Linked DNA regions of Hordeum vulgare: region 2 is linked to region 1. The links are chromatin contacts, called in public Hi-C maps. All regions are on one chromosome and are shown on one strand. Each heading gives the region's core, a stretch centred on a gene start, on an enhancer-like site or on the middle of the called end of the contact. The rest is flanking DNA. Distances are from core to core; before and after follow the strand shown. Region 1 has its middle 83 kb from the start of LOC123426797. Region 2 has its middle 180 kb from the start of LOC123430310.

Region 1 (4,422 bases), core at 570-3,069:
CTTAGGCCACTTCTAATGCAAAGGTGTTTAGATGAGGTGCTAAGTATATTGAAGAGCTTAGAAACTCAACTTCCCAATGCACAGGTGCTTAGTTTGTTGTTGTTAAGCTTACTTTATTTAATGATTTATCACCTAAACTCTTTCATGCATTGGCGAATTTTTTCATTTTATTTTGCCTAGATTTACATGTTTGGCATTGGTTTTTCTTGAGGTCACCAAAATACTCTCTCTCCTTCTTAATTGTTGTGTCATGTCATGTTTTTACTTATGTAGCATGCTTAGCACATGTCTATGGTGAAGCATTGGGAAGGGCCTTATGCTTCCTCTAGTATGCGCATGTAGACCCTTGAATGAAGATTAATATTAATCATCATTTAAAAACGCTATTAGGCGCTCGCTTAAGCGATGGGTGTTGGCCTAGTGCCTCCCTTTTGCCCAAGGCGCTCAAAAAGGCGGCCGGCGAGGCTCTCCGGCGAGAAATCAGTCTCTTCGACGAGGAATCATGTTTCTCGGTCGAGAAATCAATTTCCCCGACGAGGATTCTACCTCCCATGCAAGAATTCATCCTAGTTGACGAGGGATTCAGCTACTCCGACAATAAATTGATTGATTCCAACGAGGGATCATGCTTTTCCGGTGAGGGATCGAGCTTCTGTGGCAAAGAACAGAGGAAGAAGGAGAGAAGCAGCCTCGTGTAGCAAGGGAGAGAGGGCGAGGGGAAGAGGCGGCGTGAGGAGGAAACCTAAATTTCATGTCCACTACACCACATACAAGAGCTTTAGTTGGAGGATATGAAGATGGGCCTGTGGTTTAATGGGCTAGGCCGGTCCATCTAGCTTATTTCTTCGTAGTGCGGTATTAACGCCTAATTACGTCCAATTTTGCTTAATCGCGTCTAAGCTAGAAAAGCATAAGTAGGTGATCGAACGCACAATCAACGCTTAGCGTTTTTTTTTTTGATATTAATACATGGGGATTCGAAGCTTGGGCTCATTGGCGCTGATTTCTTAAAAGAGGTTCAAATCAGTCGCCAAACAGATACTCCCAAAACCCACACGCTCATCCATCGCAGACTTCAGAGAGATCAGAGGGCGGATATTATGGTTGAATGCTCCGTGGCCCACGGCCGATCTTGCGGGACAGAGACGGCGATCGGCCAAAAAGTGCGACACATTCCCAGCTTCCCACGCACGGCGGTTAAAGAATGTCTGCGTCGAAAATGAATGAATGAGCAGCCTGCCTTGCTATGCCAATGCCACCTCGCCAGTCGTGGGATCTTCTCCCTCCCCCCCTCGCTCTGCGCTCTCATTACTAAGACAACCATGCATCAGAAGCAGATTTGGTCCGTCCAGTGCGACAGTGCGAGTCCTACAGAGCCAAGCCAGGTCTCTACTGGTTATTATTCCCACCTCTTGGAAGCCGACATGCGCATCTCGCCAACACGCCGGGCTTCAGTTCCGCCACAGCCCACGCATCGCACACCCCGAGGCCATTTGATGCGGGTCGCCGGATTGAATTCCCGCCACCTGCGTCCGGGATACGGTGCCGGCCCGGAGAGAACAGGCGCGTAGCACGTACAGCGCCCGTACATTACATTACATTACATGACATGCGGATCGGGTTCCTTTGGGATATCGACATGATCGCCTCCATTATGCTAGTAGTAGCTCACCAGAGCAGACTGTTGCAATATACGATGTCTGCCAACGGTTTTATTGCGTGCTGGAAGCGATCTGCGTGCCGCGTACGTGCACGGTAGTGGTGCTTTATGATGGACGGATGGGTGGCAGTCAGTCGTAGACCGACCAGGCCAGGCAGGCGGTGAGAGAGAGGGAGAGGGAGATCTCATGCGTGCGCGTTGGGCTGCTTTCCATCGCAGTCCGGGAGGTCGCGTCCGAGGGATTCGGCGCAGCTAGGAGCCTGTCCGCCTAGTCATGTCGGAAAATCTTCCTCCGACCTCTACCAGACCAGACCACCACGAGCAGGTAAGGTCTGGTGGTAGTGGTACGCCCTGTCAAACTCGGCCTGGTGATTCAAGATCCACGAGGAGGATGCCACTCCACCACGCCAACCATCAAACCTACTACTAGTACTCCTAACACCGGTATTTATGTGAAAATTGACAGTTCTGACCCTTGTCAAAAGACTATACTGCCCTTTTTGAGAATGTATTAACAACTCTGACCTTTGAAAGAAGGTTAAATATTCATCTCAAGAACTTAACCCGAATCTGACCCTTAATGTCAACGCCACCCAAGTTCAAGTGGATGAAGACCAGAGCGAAAACATAACAACAACTCCAACGGGACGATCGAAACAAATGATGATTTTTTCGCTTTTCGTCCGTTTGGATTGGCCGCTGGCTCTGTGTCCGTCCATTCTATGATTTGTATCGACACCGCGCCCAACACGTCGACCTATATTTGTCCGTGTGGCTGGCTAGCCGTCGATTTTTAACAAATGTAAATATTTTGCATACTTTTCGAAAGCAAATGAAATAGCATAATTTCACAACCAAAATAAAATATAGCAAAGTTTTACAAGCCCAATAAAAAATAAATTGTCTAAAAGATACACCTATTGGTTGCTAATGTGATCCCACATATGCTCAACCAAATCATCTTGCAACTAAATATTAGTTTCCCAATCACATATTCATAATGAATTGGGTGAACTGTGCAAAACGATGCCGCTTCTCCGCCTTGCCGAGGCACCACACTGTCACTGTGAAACTCAAACCCTTGATTGTGGAGACGTTTCGGGCGCTCATCCTCTACGATCATATTGTGCATGATCACACAAGCAGTCATCACTTCCCACAACTTCTTGGTGCTGCAAGTTCTAGCAGGATATCGAACTATGCCCCATCGAGATTGCAGAACACCAAAGACACGCTCGACATCCTTCCTAGTACTCTCTTGCTTTTGGGCAAATCTTTTCCTCTTCTCTCCGACAGGGTTGGAGATTGACTTCACAATAGTGGTCCACTGTGGATAGCGTCAGCTAGATAGTATCCTTTGTTGTAGTTGTGACCGTTGATGTTAACATTGATCGGCGGGATGTTGCCTTTGGCAAGCCTTGTAAATACCGGCGAACGTTGAAGCATGTTGATATCATTGTGTGATCCGGCCATGTCAAAGAAAGAGTGTGAGATCCAAATATCTTGAGATGCCACGACCTCATGTATGACAGTACAAGCCTTGACATGGCCCTTGTACTGGCCTTGCCAAGCACAAGAGCAGTTCTTCCACTCCCAGTGCTTGCAGTCTATGCTGTCAAGCATCCCAGGGAAGCCCGGATTTGCATTGGTCGCCAACAAGCGGGTTGTGTGTGCAGTAGTCGACTCTCTCAAGTACTTAGGGTCAAACACTGCAACCACAGCCTTGCAAAATCTGTACAACAACTCTAAGCACATAGACTCACTCATACGGACGTACTCATCGATAAGATCATTAGGTACTCCATAAGCAAGCATACGGATAGCTGCAGTGCATTTTTAATAAGATGAGAAGCCTATTTTTTCAATGGCATCCTCTTTACACTTGAAGTAGTCATCATATCTAACCACCCCCTCTCGAGTCTGGTTGAAAACATGCCTAGCCATATGGAAACGCTGCCGGAATTTCTGATGTTTGGACAGTAGATTGCTTGTGTCAAAGTAGTCCTTCCATAGAAGGAAATGACCGCTCTCTCGGTTGCGATTTAACGTCGGAACATGCCCCAGAATTGAGCCTCGGAACAATGGTCGCTGCCGATTAAGGTGGTCATGGATCAACACGGCAAGCAGCATGTCCTCATCGTGGGAGTCGAACAAAACATTATGGAAAAAGAACTCATCGGCGCAGTCCATTTGTACCTTGAGGCAAACTGTCAAACATCTTCCGGGGGTGGACGATGAAGCTGACCGGCGACGGCGGATTAGGGTTGGCGAAGATGCGGTGGCCCGGCGGTGATGTGGCCGGTGACATGGGTAGGCGCTCGGAGGTACGGGAGGAGGCATCAAAATTGGGCGACGGCCGCGACGAACTGGGGGCGAGGCGAGGGCTAGCTGTCGACACTGTCGGAAGAGGTGGAGAATGACCAATGTGCCAACGACTGACGGACCAGGGGATGGAGTACGCGTCCGTTTTGTGTACGCACCTATCCAAATGAGGCTCAAAATTAAGTCGGGAATGGATCCGCACGCGGACGAAAAGCGGACGCGTGTCCGTTTGGTTCGGCGCGTTGGGCGGATTTTTCTGTCCGCGCGGACCCAAACAAATGGCAGCGGGTGAAATGGGTCATCCCATTGAAGTTACTCTAAGTGTGCACCACATTTGTCTCCCCATTTTTAAACGCAAGGAGAAACAAATACGGGAATCCTAAAAATGAATACAAAAGCCCAACAGCTCTGCCCTTCCTTGGTATCCGTGTTGCTACTTA
Region 2 (4,422 bases), core at 698-3,197, 240 kb before region 1:
ATTAGACATTTTAAAAGAAGTCCAACTTCCTTAACTGCTCTTACTAGTTGGACTAAGGCTAAGATCGTCTCCATGTCTTCGTTGTTGATATGTGGATTCTTGAGTACAACGTCTTTCTTTTTCGATGTTAAAGAATTAGACGTTGCTTCCCCTTTGGTCTCTTCTTTAGTCTCATCTATATATACCTTTAATTCTAGATAAAAGTGCATGAACATCTAACAAATTTCGTAAGATCAATAGATCGATGTATTCTTCTTTCCAATACCAAAAACTACATCCATTATACACACAATATTAAGGAAATATAAGCTAGCGAAATTGCATCAAGAAAAGAGCGGATGGTCAAACGAAAATCGTACGCCATCATTTTTGAACTTCATGAATGCCTAACCGGGATATTCCGGTGTCCAAAAAACGCGTCGGACGACCTGCAACGAGCAGTCATCGCACTGTATGAACGACAAAGATGAGCCGACAAGCTTTTGGGTCAATGCCGAACGAGGGCCGCGGCCGGCGTCGCCTTGCTGGCGAACGTGCAACGGGTCAGACCCGAGCGGCTAAAGGGGGTCTGAGCGCATGCATGTGGCACCGAGGGATTGCCCAAACCTGATGGACCGGCACCCGACCAGTGCATGGCAAGCGCAGTCCCGCCGGCGGCCTGATTCACCAAATCCCACCGATAGGATATGCAAAATACCACCAAATTCCATCGCCACCACAGATCCATCAATAGAGCTCTCGCACCGGGACGAAGGAGGCACCCCGCCGGTAGATTTGCTGTTGAAGAGCTAGGGTGGCCATGAGAAATGGGGTCGGGAGCCTATGGTTTGTGTGCTTGCGGGCGACGGATGAGGGAGAGGAGATAAGAAGGAGAGATCGTGACATCGACTGGCGAGTCAGGGAAGGATAACGCGAGCGAGACGCGTGCCCGCTCCGTGTCCGCGACGACACAAATGACCTCTAAATTTGCGTCCAGAATATATCATGAACGGATGAAAAACAAACGCGCTTATTTTAACTCGTACGTTGGGTCAATTTTTTATCTGTCGCGATCCAAATGAATGCGAGCAGAGGAAATGGGTCAGCGCTTTGCTCCTAACTTTGTAGACTCAATCTCCCTCGGATCCGGCGATCCGGACGAGCCAACCTCCCGTTCCGCGCCCTTTGCCCTCTGCCTCCCCGTGCGTTGTATACGTACGTACGCCCGCGGGTCAAATCAAATACTACTCCTACTGGCGTCGCGGCTGCGTGCGTGCGTGTGCGCTGCGCGGCGCGGCGGGCGAGAGATACGGCGAGATCCCCTCCCCGATGACTCCCCGTACGCGAGGCAGGATCACCCGTACAGTAGCCGGAGCAGGAGACGAGTTAATGGCGGCCTCCTTTCGGCGCTTGAATGCGAGGCGGGGCTTTCGGCCAGGTCCCGGACATCGACCGCTGCTTCAATCGGGCCGAGTACTCCCTCCGTCTGTGCCGTGCGTGCGAGTGCGATGTCAGGCTGGTGTGGAAACCCATGCGGCTCGCGGTCTCGGTCTCGGTCTCGCCGGTCAAGCGCCGGCCGGGACGCGCGGGATTCGCATATCGCCGCGCTCCGCGCTCCGTGGTCCGTGGCGAAGCAGGAGGCCGCACCGTCGTGCATCCCTGCCCGCTCGGCCGCACCGTGCTTCACAAGACCAAGAAGAAAAGTTGTACGTGCCCCATCCATATACGATCCAAGTACGTACTTACACAGACAAGATACAGTATATAGATAAGCTAGCGGCTTAGCTGGTGGCGGCAGGTGAGAACAAACCACCGGATCCATGTGACTTGCGTACTACTCCTACAGCTGACAGGCGTGGCAGCTACATGCATGGCAGCAATGGAAGGAGAGTGGTGTAGTACGTGGGGGGGCCATCAAGGACGAGGATCTTTCTCGGATCTCCTCGGCCCTAGGAGTACGTAGGAGGGCTTTAGCTTAACCCCACTTTATTATTATTAGCATTCCGCCGCACGCCACCATGCACTGCGTGTCTGGCCTGCATGCACAGCCAGCTACGGCCCTCCGTAGATTTGGTTTTTGTTCTCTTCTCGCTGATGAAATCTGCAAGCAACGTCACCCGCACAACGTAGCCCAGACAGCGAGGGGGCATTTAATCTGTCCCTCCCGCCCAGGATCCACCCCACTAATGCAAGTGATCCGATAGGTAAACTGTCGCGTCAAGGATATCTGGACTCGATGTGCATGTCTGGATTTAGGAAGAAAGTAACTCTACTACTGCATGTGAAGGAAGACACCTTTTCCGTGTTGTTTTCACCGAAGACTTTGTTTACACATATTACTGACCAGCTGACCGTAATATGAGAATCCGCGAGACAAGGCGTAGTAGTATGATCTACTAATTCAGTGGTCAAACTGAGCTACAATACCCGTCACCATTCTTCAGGATGTGCGACAGATGCACTTCATTTTCTTGTGGAAATTCGGGGATGCGCCACTACGGTCACTTCAGCAAGTTACAGCACATGTGTGTACAATTATTGCTCCTAGTATGCTTGTAGTGCGACCGCTAGATAGTAGCATCCTTTATTATTTTCATCCCGTGCCTCTTTCTCATTGAAGATTCCTTTTTTAGGTTTGGTGTTTTCACTACCGGGTATTTTCATGACATTTTGTTGATGTTTTCCGGTGGAAATGGCCTGCATGGTTACCAGGAATAAAATGATTATTGGCCAACTAACTAACAGGGCAATTTTTTTTGGCAATGCCCTTTTGTTTTGCAGAATCTGTACCAGCAATCTTTGTTGTAATATGTGGCTGGCCTGCTGTGGGTGACTCAAATCTTAGGAGGGTCCATCAAAAGTTCATACCCATCTCTGTGTTATTTTCCTCCCTTCCCTTTACCATCGAGTTGGTAGGCCATGTTGTGTACCCCTCATGCTAACTCCATCGTCCCATTCCTTTCTAATAAAGCTAAAAGATTTATAGGGTGATATGCAAGCAACGCTAGAGAGAGATGTGTGTGTGTGTGTCCTCCACTGGATAGGATATGTAGTTTCCATTGATTCACAATCAGTCGATCGGTCAAAAGAGGGTCAATTGGAAATCTTGAACGTGTTGCTTAGGTCAAAACAGACAGATCTTAAAGCATGGTTTGATGGCGCATCTTTGCCTTCAATTGACTTTATCACAACCTTTTCGAGTTCCTCCGGCTCTCCATTATTCTTCCTTGATGCAGGCTCGACATGTGCCACCGATCCATCATTGCCCTTTCCAGCAACAGCATCAACAGAAAGGTTTAAAGGAAGGCCCTCCTTTGTATGCATGCGTCATTAGCAAGCACTTCCATCCTAGGAGAGGGGCCACTTACTTTGACACTAAATTGTTGCAATATAGTCGAGTGTGATTGGAGCATTGATATTTGGATTAAAAAATGCGAACAAATAAAATGATTTATTGCATTTGATGATTGAATAGTTATAAAATAATTATTTATTGTGTCTACAATTATTATTTTTCATGCATGGTTGCATGTTGAGATGAGTCTTTCACCATCCACGGTTCGTTGTGTTGAGGTGAGTCTTTTACCATGGATGGTTGCATGTTAGGTAAGTCTTTTGCTATGAATGGTTACATGTTGAAATCAAGATAAATATGTTAGTAGAGATCTCTTATCCAGTCACATAAAATATTGGCATGCCACACACATTTGAAATATGATCAATGGTTGAGTAGAAATCGATCGCCTTAACGTACACTTGGCTTAGCTTCCGTTCGGTGAAGGACTCGTGAAGTAGATGCGTAATGTAAGCATTGATCATATTTGGAATGTTCGAAATAGCCATAATGCAAGCATTTTCCACAACTCTTCCTCTATGTTGTTAGTACTAGCAACACCAAAGATATGACTGTTTGAAAATTAGTTGGCGTTGCTCATCTTGGGTCTATGACTTTCTTTCTCATGTACTCCCTCTGACTCCAAAAGGGAGCATATAAATTTTGTATAATGTCAAAAAATAAATAGTTTGTATGAAAAACTATTAACGACAAGAATGCTAAATGAATATACATGGAATTTACTTATTGTCTATGCAGTATACCAATTTGGTATTGCAAATGTTGATAGTTTACTTACAAACCAAGTAAAACTTTGCACTATTTGACTTCAGACAAAATTTATACACCCTCTTTTCAAGCAAGACGGGGGTATTTATTAAACCTCTTCTTACTTACTGAAATAAGGCCAGACATTTGCATTGTTTGTGAAAGAATATCCTCCCTATATCCAACCTCATATTTTGCCATCGCAAAAAGTTGCGATCAACTCCATCTGTTTTAACATATAATTTGTATTACTTTGTATAGAAGTCAATATTTTCTATGTTGGACCAATTTCATAGGAAAAACTATCATTATCTACAGGATCAAGTAAACAAAATCTGAAA

The links. A called contact is a pair of places that touch in the nucleus more often than the background predicts.
Region 2: a Hi-C map of leaf shows a contact between it and region 1, with 2.8 times the contacts expected there. The contact joins two enhancer-like sites. A contact is called at or near these places in 2 of 6 Hi-C or Micro-C datasets (leaf and seedling).

What each region holds. Positions count from the first base shown.
Region 1 is chr2H:489,775,803-489,780,224 of MorexV3_pseudomolecules_assembly, reverse strand. No RefSeq gene overlaps it. Among protein-coding and RNA genes, the nearest start is that of LOC123426797, 83 kb to the right of the region's middle. Within about 2 kb of position 1,819, at least 2 of the 3 cell types and tissues checked have open chromatin away from gene starts, as enhancers often do. A contact at or near this core is called in leaf, where this site is marked.
Region 2 is chr2H:490,018,271-490,022,692 of MorexV3_pseudomolecules_assembly, reverse strand. No RefSeq gene overlaps it. Among protein-coding and RNA genes, the nearest start is that of LOC123430310, 180 kb to the left of the region's middle. Within about 2 kb of position 1,947, at least 3 of the 3 cell types and tissues checked have open chromatin away from gene starts, as enhancers often do. A contact at or near this core is called in leaf, where this site is marked.